Linked DNA regions of Triticum aestivum: region 1 is linked to region 2. Evidence: chromatin contacts called from public Hi-C data. All regions are on one chromosome and are shown on one strand. The core of a region is the stretch at or near the end of the contact, and the rest is flanking DNA. Distances in the headings are between cores, read along the strand shown. Region 1 holds the start of LOC123188288 (UPF0014 membrane protein STAR2). Region 2 holds the start of LOC123188246 (protein NETWORKED 2A-like).

What was found. A called contact is a pair of places that touch in the nucleus more often than the background predicts.
Region 1: a contact with region 2 is called in a Hi-C map of leaf, with 4 times the contacts expected there. The contact joins the promoter of LOC123188288 here to the promoter of LOC123188246 in region 2.

The regions. Positions count from the first base shown.
Region 1 is chr1A:35,554,996-35,560,022 of IWGSC CS RefSeq v2.1, forward strand. LOC123188288 (UPF0014 membrane protein STAR2) reads right to left here and starts at 1,677. Exons shown (of 2, transcript XM_044600339.1): 1 at 1,032-1,677; 2 at 30-530. The coding sequence starts at 1,556. The coding sequence ends at 219.
Region 2 is chr1A:35,075,904-35,081,023 of IWGSC CS RefSeq v2.1, forward strand. LOC123188246 (protein NETWORKED 2A-like) reads left to right here and starts at 1,730. Exons shown (of 3, transcript XM_044600285.1): 1 at 1,730-1,861; 2 at 2,400-5,120. The coding sequence starts at 1,768. LOC123188254 (a long non-coding RNA gene) reads right to left here. Exons shown (of 4, transcript XR_006494457.1): 3 at 1,742-1,944; 4 at 1,049-1,609. LOC123188248 (WEB family protein At5g16730, chloroplastic) reads left to right here. Exons shown (of 3, transcript XM_044600291.1): 3 at 1-199.

The DNA of each region.
Region 1 (5,027 bases), core at 427-2,926, 480 kb after region 2:
AGGCCATTTCCAGAATAGCTTCGGGAGGATATGATGATATATTCGTTTCATAAATGTCGCCAAAGTTAAAAAATGGCACAAGCCCAGAATTGACGGACGAAATTCAGCATGAAAACATGCGGACTCAGCCCAAACGACTTTGAGGTGCAGAAAAACAAAATTATTTGTCATTGTCATCATCACACAGAAAACAGAGCAGCTGCTTGTCCGGTCATGGGCTAGTCGGCGAAGACGGAGTCGTCGATCTGGAAGGCCTTGGTGAAGAATGCCGGCCAGCAGAGGTAGGTGGAGAGGATGCTGCTGACGGTGGAGGCGCCCATGAGCATGTTCATCACCACGATCTGCAGCTGGATGGCCTCCAGCGGCGACGCGCCGCCCATGATGAGCCCCGTCATGGCCCCCGGCAGCGCGATCAGCCCCACCGTCTTGGCGTTGTCGATCACCGGCGACAGCGCGATCACCAGCGACCGGCGCACCTGCTGCACCGTCGCCTGCCGCGGCGTCGCCCCCAGCGCCAGCGCAGTCTCCACCTGCGATGAAACGGTCAGAAAAATGAAGCGTCACCTGGAGTCGATTCTCTGAATTTGTGATGAAAATACCAAGTTCAGAATTTTGTACTACTAGTTTCTTGCTGAATTTGTTTAAAATTTCGGAAGAAAAGGTTGCGTAGTCGTGGAGACCATGATCATGTATTTTATAAACTGAATGGAAAAAGAGTGCACACGCCTTTAGCTAATGCAGAATGGCATGAACGATATTATACTTCAATCATACTAACAAAGTTATTGACGGTGCAAAGACCTACACGAAGTTATTGACGGTGCAAAGACCTACACAAAGTTAACTACTTCGTCTCTTCACAAATATAAAATGTTTTATATATGTCAATTTGAACTACATACAGACTGAAATGAGTGAACAAACAACATAAACAGGGTAGCATTTTTGTTTTGTTTCAAGAAAAAATGATCTTGGTGCGCGCGCGGCGGTGCCGGAACGGAAGACGAAGACCGAGATTGTTATTGACTTACGAGGCTCCGCTGCGTCTTGACGTCCTCGTGGAGCTTCTTCATGGTGACGCCGGTGACGGTCATGGCGTTGCCGACCATCATGCCGGCGACGGGGATGATGTAGCGGGGCGTGAAGGGGAACACGCTGAGCACCACGAGCAGGAACATGGTGACGGCCGTGCCGGCGAGGATGGACACGCCGGCGATGTACCCGCCGCGCGGGACCTGCCGGGCGCGGCGCCCCGCGGTGTAGCCGGCGACGGTGACCATGAAGAGGTATGCGAGCAGGATCCAGAGCGCGCTGCTCTGGGTGAAGATGAAGTGGAGCACGAAGCCGATGACCGAGAGCTGCAGGAAGGAGCGCGCGATGGCGTAGAGCATCTCCGCCTCCACGCCCAGTCGCTGCGTGAAGCTCAGCGCCACCGCCATGGCCACCACCACCGTGGCCGCCAGCGGCTTGAGCATGCCGATCGCGAAGTCCCGCCAGAACCCCGGCGCCCACGGGTCCACCTCCTGCGCCAGGAGGAGCGACGCCGCCGTCGCCATGGCCGCCGTGCGTGTGCTGCTCCGGCGAGGGTGGGTTGCTTCTTGAGCTTTGAGGAGCTCGGTGGGCAAGTGGGGGGAGGGAGCAAGCGAGAAAGGCGCTGAATGGGAGAGGCAGGCCCTGCTCTGCTTTGCGGCGTGGCGCTTGGGTGGGTGCTACGTGGTGGAGGGCGAGGGGGCACCTTGGCGGAAGGTGGGACCCACCGCTCAGTGAATGCAGACTATGCCATGCCATGCCAGATGCAACCCAAGCCAAGACGAAAGAATCTAAAACAAAAACTCAGCAGCAAAAGTGCGGGAGAATCTGAGCTGACGCGCTCACAGGAAATCATTGGCGCAAAACTTAACCTTGGCATAGACTAATGGACCAAACGAACAATCATCAGGATGCAAGTCAAACGGAAAATGGCTCCACAAATGAACAATCATCACGAATCATGCAGTCTAACAGGTCATTCCATCGATTAATTCATTCACAAACGTGCCGCCATCATCAGCTATTTTTCATCCCCAGGACAGAGTCTTAAAACGGAGTGGACAGAGTCATCCCTCAAATCATATATAGTGAACCTACTAAGTACTAAGTGATAGTGATAACAATTAGCATGCTAAACGGTCGGTCATGCTCTCATGGATGCGGTGGGGGGAGCGGGTTGACTAAGCCTTGCTCTTGCTGCCGTCCTCGGGCTTCTTGTAGGCATGGTCCAGCTCCTTGGCCTTTCCCATCAGGCCCTGCATGTAGTTCTTGATGTTGGGAACGTCGTAGTTCTGGGCGATGTAGATGCCGCCCGCGGCGCCGACCAGCAGCGAGAAGGTGCTCTGGATGAAGCCCATTGGAGCTAGTCTGCAAAACAGGAACAAGAGGGCGCTGTCAGCTTAGCAATATGAGATAGGTTCATCTATGCAACACATGAAGGCACCGAGCAGCGAATGTCATCTACCTAATTTCAAAAAGGTAGTCAAACAAACAAGTAAATTCAACAAGCAGCAATGGCAAACTTCCACAGTTGCGACATTTAGTTTTTATATAGCAAGGTTCTAACATATACACATGTGTATAAAGGATAAACAACTTAGGCATGAGCTCAATTTGAGCATGGACCAAACTGATAATTTCAAAGTCAAGAGCAAGCATATATAGATCATATATGAATTAAAGTTAGCGTAAAGTATGAAAAACCATGGACAAAACAGAGGGCCATACTTGCCACCTGTTCTGTGACCTAAATACCCTAAAACATCAGCCAGCTGAATGAAAAACCAAGCATCTCAGAAGAGGTGAACTAAAAAGAACAAGTGCCACCAGCAAACATGACTCCCATCACAAGAAAAAAAATTATAAGCTCTGCCCTACTACCCGATGCGCACAACATTCACAATATGCAGCAAACTGTTCGTCAAATAGCTATCCAGTCTGCCAATCAAACTAAAACCAAACCAGAACGCATATCCCTAGTCAAATGGACATAATTACAATGATCCTACGATCCTACCATGGAATTATCTAACAAGGAAAATACTAGATTCTAAAACCTTGATTCCCAATGATATCAGCATGCTCACATTCTCAGAGTCACAGGTAGCATTCGAAGGAAAAGCATACTTGCAACACCTTGAAGCCACAATAAAAGTAGTTATCTACTATATATGTACATCGGCTGATCAAATCATTTATGTACTAAATAAACATCATTTTACTTCATAACAAGAAAAACTACAATCACACAGATGCATAAAGATCAATCCTTAAAACTAAATATAACCAGATTTGTAAATACTAAATACTCATGGACACCAGTTGCAACACCAGCACAGCGCTAGATTACAGCGCCTACCATACCAGCCAAGCATCCAAGCTAGAATAGTTGGTTGAACAATGGCTAATCAAACTCCAACCTACAAAGTTAATCCGCACTGAAAAATAGCACAATCCACAGAAATACTAACAACAAATGTCAGGGATTGATTATAGTACTCCCTCGATCCATGTTAATTGACGCGGCTTTAGTATTATTTTTTAGATTTTTGTACAGATGATGATCAAATCAGATTAATCAAACATTAACTAAACTGGATAACAGGAAAACATACTGTGTTGATACATACAGATCAATCTGAAACTAATTCTAACGAGATACATAACTAGTAAACCAACCAAACAATCAAGCAGCTCAGTTAACCAAACTCCAACCTATGAAGGTAATCTGCAATTGAAATATTAATCTGCACTTGTAGCCCTAAACGGCAAAATCAACAAAACTACTAGAACAAACAACATCAATTGGCAGGGCAAGCTTTCTTCTGGCACCCTCAGGCCACGACTGGAGCAGCATTAACGAACCAAGCTCAGTTACACAAACATTAACGAACCTTGAAAACAGGCAAAGCAACAAATCCACAATCGTGGCAATGTAAACAAGCCAATCCTCGCACTAATTCCAATATCGCACAGCTGACGAACTAGATTCAAGAGTAGGACCAACCCTACACCGATTTGAGCTTAAAAAAAGCAAGCAGATTAGCCAGGTCGTCGATTGTTTGGACCCCCAAGCCCCCGGTACCTCCAAAGAGCTCGAAATCGACCACGACTAAGGAGGAGGAGGAGGCCGGGGAGGGAGGATCCGGATATTTACCTAGGACGCGCGGAGGAGGGGAACGAATCGAGCTCGGCGGAAGCGGCGGGAGGCACCGGAGGTCGGAAGCGACGGAGGCGATCGCCGAGGAAGGTTGGGGATCGGAAGGATTGTGGTTTGGGTTTGGTTGGCTTCGGCTTGCGTTCGCTCTTATTATGGCCCCCACCGGAGGGGGTTGCCGGACTTGCTGTCCAAGAAGAACTCGTTCCCGTTTGGGCCGGTACGTGCCGGGACCGGATGGATTCCCTCCTCAATCCGTGCCGGACTCTCTTTTCTTTATCGATTTTCACGGCCCAGAACAGTCCCCTGTACTGGGCCGCGTCACCCTGGCCCAATTACAAAGGTCGTGACCCACCTTGTCAGGTACTACGTACCGAAGCATTCGGATCAGCTCTGGATGGCATGCATGCTGTTAAAAGAGAATTGCAAGAATGAATAGTCTGTTTTCGTTGATCGATGGATTACATATATACTAGATTATTGATGGCGCGCGTTGCCGCGCCCGTCCATTTTTACAATGAAAAGGTAGGCATTGCCACAATTGCGTAAACTAAGCCATAACATGGTATTTGTCAATAAACAGAAGAATAGTTTTATTTGGTTTGTAGTGGTAGAGGGTCATATTAGTAATGAAATTGCAGATCAGGATTGATAGGGGTTCCAGATTTTAGGATTGGAAGAATATGTATTGGAAGATTGGTATTCAACTTGGAGCATGAACGCTGAGACAAGGTTTAGAGTAGAATACCACTACAAAAATAATCATGGCTAACATAGATTGCTTCCATACTCGGTCCAGAAACCAATCTTTTGCTCTTAACTAACCAAGAAAAACATATAG
Region 2 (5,120 bases), core at 480-2,979:
GATGACAGCAAGGTAGTGTGCTTAATTTCCACGTGTAATTTTATACTGTCGACGCCTGTACTTTTGCGGTGATTGCAGTAGCTTTGTGGGTGTTTCCATTTTTCTCTTTCTTTTTTTTTTCTATAAGCTGGACCTCCTGTTCTTTGCCCTATGGCTGTGGCTATTATTATCTACACGATTTGTGGCCGTTTGCTTGTAACCAGATGGAGAGCCCCTACTAATCCTCCTGATTAAAAACTGTGTAGCTCCTTATGGCAAGCTGATGTCACTCATATCATGTGATGCACCTCTACTATAATGTGATGTGATCTGATGTGATGTTACCAGTGGGTGATAAACCCTAATACTATAACTAACCACATCATGCTTGTTGGCATGATCTGTTGTTAGCTATTCTAATCATGTCTGTTGGCATAAAGCATAGTATTCACATGCCTGCTGCTGGCATTCTAACCATGTCTGTTGAGATGTTGGCCATCCCATCCATGGTTTGTTTTTTCAACGGTTGAGATGGGTTGATCTGATTTGGCTTTATTTTTTGCACCTTTTTATTTACTTGCTTTTTGGGTGTGGTTGGACCCTCCTAATCTTGGTTGCTTGGGAAGGTGGCATCGACCGAATCAGGTGCGTGGAAAAGAAATGACAATGATGTATTTATATTTATATTGGAGGTGGTACAGCTAAAATAGCTGTGATTTGATGATGGGGCTGGGTGGGTGGGTTTTGTCACATGCACCCATGTGGCCTTTAACTGTTGCATAATTGCATCCTGGCTGGGTGTAAAGTATCAAATGATACGAGAGCAGCATTCATTTGCTTCCCAGTGTTTCTATTATTGTTTTTCTTTCAGAATTATGGAGTTTTAATAATAATAATAATAATAATAATAATAATAATAATAATAATGTGTTCTTCGGACTGCCTAGTGGGCTGGTGTGTGTGTGTGTGTGTGAATACACTCTGTTTTGTGGCATGTCTGGAATGTAAATAAATTTGGCCATTGCAGATAATAAAATATCAAACATAGGCAGGTGAGGAAGCAGCTGTCTATAAGAAATTTCTTATAAGAATAAAACAACACCTTATCTGTTTCCATCAGCTTTAACTTGCTACTGACACCAATTCTGCAAAAGAAAAGGAAAAAGGAAAAGACATGCACACACAAAAAAAAGGCAAAGGCACAGGTTGAGCCCACGGCCCATCTCAGAGCTACTTCTGGCCCAACGTCGTGCACATGCCCGCCGACGTGCCGAGCACGAGCAGCAGCACAGGCCGCGACCCAGGACAGCACACACTCCCGGGAGGCCGGGGCCCACATCTCAGAGACTAGACCTCCCCGAGCCCTGCACCATGCCATCACCACCACTTCTCTTCCACTACCACCTACTGCTCGCTTCCGCTCAAATTCCAATCAAGCACAATGGCATCTCTGCAGGAAGATTGCTAGCATCGCATTCCTGCTCTCCGTCTCTGTTCTTCTTCCCCCTCTCCGCCATTGCCGCGCCACGCCGCCTTCTTCCGAAAATGGCATACAGCCCACAGCAAATGTAGCCAATGTGTGCACATTGTTGGCCTTTCAATTGAGTCCTGCACTTTGATCTTGTCCTGCCTGCAACAGCAGTGATGATCATCAGCAGGGTCCCATTATATTCATGCTTGCACACTGATCAGGCCTGTGTCTGTCCACAGGAAGAGGAGGTGAAACAGGGAAGCGATCTTGGAGGAGGAGGGGCTGGCTAACCGGCAGCTGAACAAGCGCCGCGGAGGATGCTGCAGCGCGCGGCGAGCAACGCCTACTCGTGGTGGTGGGCGAGCCACATCCGCACCAGGCAGTCCAAATGGCTCGACAGCAATCTCCAAGGTTCGTCCCTGCCTCCTTCATCACGCCAAAGGCATACCGCCTGGACTTCATTACTTGTTTCACACATCCTGGTCAAAACTTTCCTGCAATAGTTGTCATATAAAGTGGCATTTGGCATACGGTCAGTTGCTTCATCACTGTCATGGAATCCACTTGCAGCAAAAAATGTTTGTAACACCATTATGGCCAAGAAACCCATTGATTATGCAACGATATATAGACTACTTACTTCATCATGAAACTGATGTATGGCTCAGGTCAGCAGAAATATATCTTGGTATGTGATGACGTTTGGTCACGTAGAGAGAGAAATACTGCTGCTATTTAGCATATATGCAATTAAATCCTCTCCGAAAAATTACCTATACATTAAATTTCAGCAATTCTGCGCATGGACTTGGATACTGACTTTGATCAAATCTTTTTACCAGCACGTGTTATGAAATAGGACTGAAGTGCGGTGCCATGTAATTCCATAACCGTTTGTACTTGCTGCATTTATTGGGTCGAACATTGAGAGATTGCCTTTGATGTGCAGATATGGAAGACAGGGTCAAGTGCATCCTCTTACTCCTCGGAGAGGAAGCAGATTCTTTCGCAAAGAGGGCAGAAATGTATTACAAGAGGCGACCAGAGGTGATCAGCTCCGTGGAAGAAGCGTACCGGGCATACAGAGCCCTTGCAGAACGCTATGACCACATGTCAGGAGAGCTACACAAAGCAAACCACACGGTTGCAACTGCCTTCCCTGACCAGGTTCAGTATTCTATGCTAGAAGAGGACGATGACAGTCTCCCGAAGGCGTTCACGACGGTTGATCCTCGTAAAATCCACAAGTCGACGGTCGAGGGGCTGATGAATAAGAAGAAAGGAAGGAAACCAGGACAGAAAGATGGAGGAAAGAATTGCGCAGCTCCGGACAACAAGGAGAATGCGCAGAAGGAGGTCAGCAGGATGCAGAAAGAGATATTGGTGCTGCAGACTGAGAAAGAGTTCATCAAGAGCTCTTACGAGAGTGGAATAGCAAAGTACTGGGATCTTGAAAAGCAAATCAACGACATGCATGAAGAAGTCTGCTACTTCCAGGAGGAGTTCAACGAAAGCGCGGTGATCGAAGATGATGAGGCCAGAGCTTTGATGACAGCGACTGCCCTTAAATCTTGTGAAGAAGCCATTGCCAGATTGCGGGAACAGCAGAAGTTATCGTTCAGCCAAGCAATGGTTGAGCTGGAAAGGGCCAGTGTTTCCAGAGAGAAACTGAAGAATATCATGAAAGAGCATGGTAAATTCCTTTCAGATTCAGGAAATTCTCTTCACGAGAATGTGAGAAATGATGCCAGCGTTAAGATGGATGATGCGTACTATATGAAGCAGGAGAAAATTGGAATGGAAGCAATAGTAGATAAGATCAAGGAATACTTTCAGAAAGACACTTGTATTTCCGTGGCAGAGATTGCAGAGAAAATTGATGACATAGTCAATAAAGTTGTGGACTTGGAACTCATGGTTTCATCACAGACTGCTAAGATAGATAGGTTGTGTCTGGAAAACACAGAGCTGGAGATGTCACTGCAGGAACTGGAGGGACAGAAGGCAGCAGTAACCAGTGGCTCAGGTGAACTGAATGACAAGCTAGAGAAGGCAGAAGATGAGCTGATGAGAGTGCAGTACCTTGAGAGCTCCTTCCATGCAGAAGAAAACATAGTCTATTCAAATTTCGCTGAAACTGCAAGTAGTTTCTGTTGTATTACAGACTTGTTGCAGTCACCTCCTGTTGAGCACCAAGGTGGTTCTGCTCCCAGGCTGACTCATGAAGCGACACCATCCGCTGACACTGCATCATCTGGCAAGTGCGAGAAAACAGAACCTGAAGAAGATCCTCAGATGGATAAAGCTACAACAAAGCCTGACATAGATGGGGTCCCTGATAATTCTGGTAAGTTGGAGCCAGCTACGGTCAGTGATAACTGTCACCATGACATCAAGGAAGAAAGGCAATACTGTGTAGATGATTTGGAGGATTTGTGGGATTGCGGGCTTGAAAGAAAGTCGAGCTTTGCAGTTGCATCGGTAAATAAGGAAACAGCAGAAGATGTTATTACAGATATGTTGCAGTCACCTCTTACTGAGCACCAAGCTGGTTGTGTGCCGACACTGACTGATGAAGCAACACCAGCCCCTGACACCGAACCACCTGGCGAGTGTGAGAAAATAAAACCAGAAGAAGATCCTCAGATGGGTAAAGCTACAAGAAAGCCTGACATATATGGACTCCCTGATTGTTCCAGTAAGTTGGAGCTAGCTACAGTCAGTGATAACTCTCACCAGTCTAACTGTTACAATGACATTAAGGCAGAAAGGCATGACAGCACAGATGATTTGGAGGATCTATGGGATTGTGGGTTTGAAAGAAATGCTAGCTTTGCAGTTGCATCAGTGAATAAGGAAACAGCTGAAAATGCAGACAATGATACTACCGATATGTTGCAGTCACCTCTCACTGAGCACCAAGCTGATTATGCGCCCACAATGACTGATGAAGCAACACCACCCGCTGACACCGAACCATCTGGTGAGTGTGAGAAAATAAAACCAGAGGAAGATAATCAGATGGATAACGATACACAAAAGCTTGACATAGATGGATTCCTGGATTGGTCTGGTAAGTCAGAGATAGCTATCATCAGTGTTGATTCAGAGAATTTGTGGCAGTTTGAGCTTGACGGTAAATCTAGCTTTGCAGCTGCATCAGTAGATAATGGAACAGCAGAAAATGCAGATAACAGTACATCTGGTGAACATAACAATACAGAAGTGAAATATAATCATGGAGCCATTGGCAGGAACATGCAACCATATGTTGTACATTCCCATGAGCAAGGTTCAGTAGATCGATTGCATCAAAGTTCACCTGAAGTCCCATGGGATCACGACCTAAAACTAGTGGATGGCAAGCAAGATTCATTGACAGTGGTTCATAGCACTTTTGGAGGCCACTCAGAACAAGATATGAACATAGAAGAACGGTTAGAAGACTCGCATTTCACTGAAAATTTCACTCCTGGCAATGGAAAAACTGTTGGTGTTGGAGATCAAGAGAACAACATGGCTAATATGCAGCAGTTGCTTATGAGTGAACTCCAAGACAAGGAAATGGTACTATTAACCGAGTGCAAGAAAAAAGAATCAGAAGAAGATCCTGGGATGGGTAAAGCTACAAGGAAGCCTGAAATATATGGATTCACTGATTGTCCCAGTA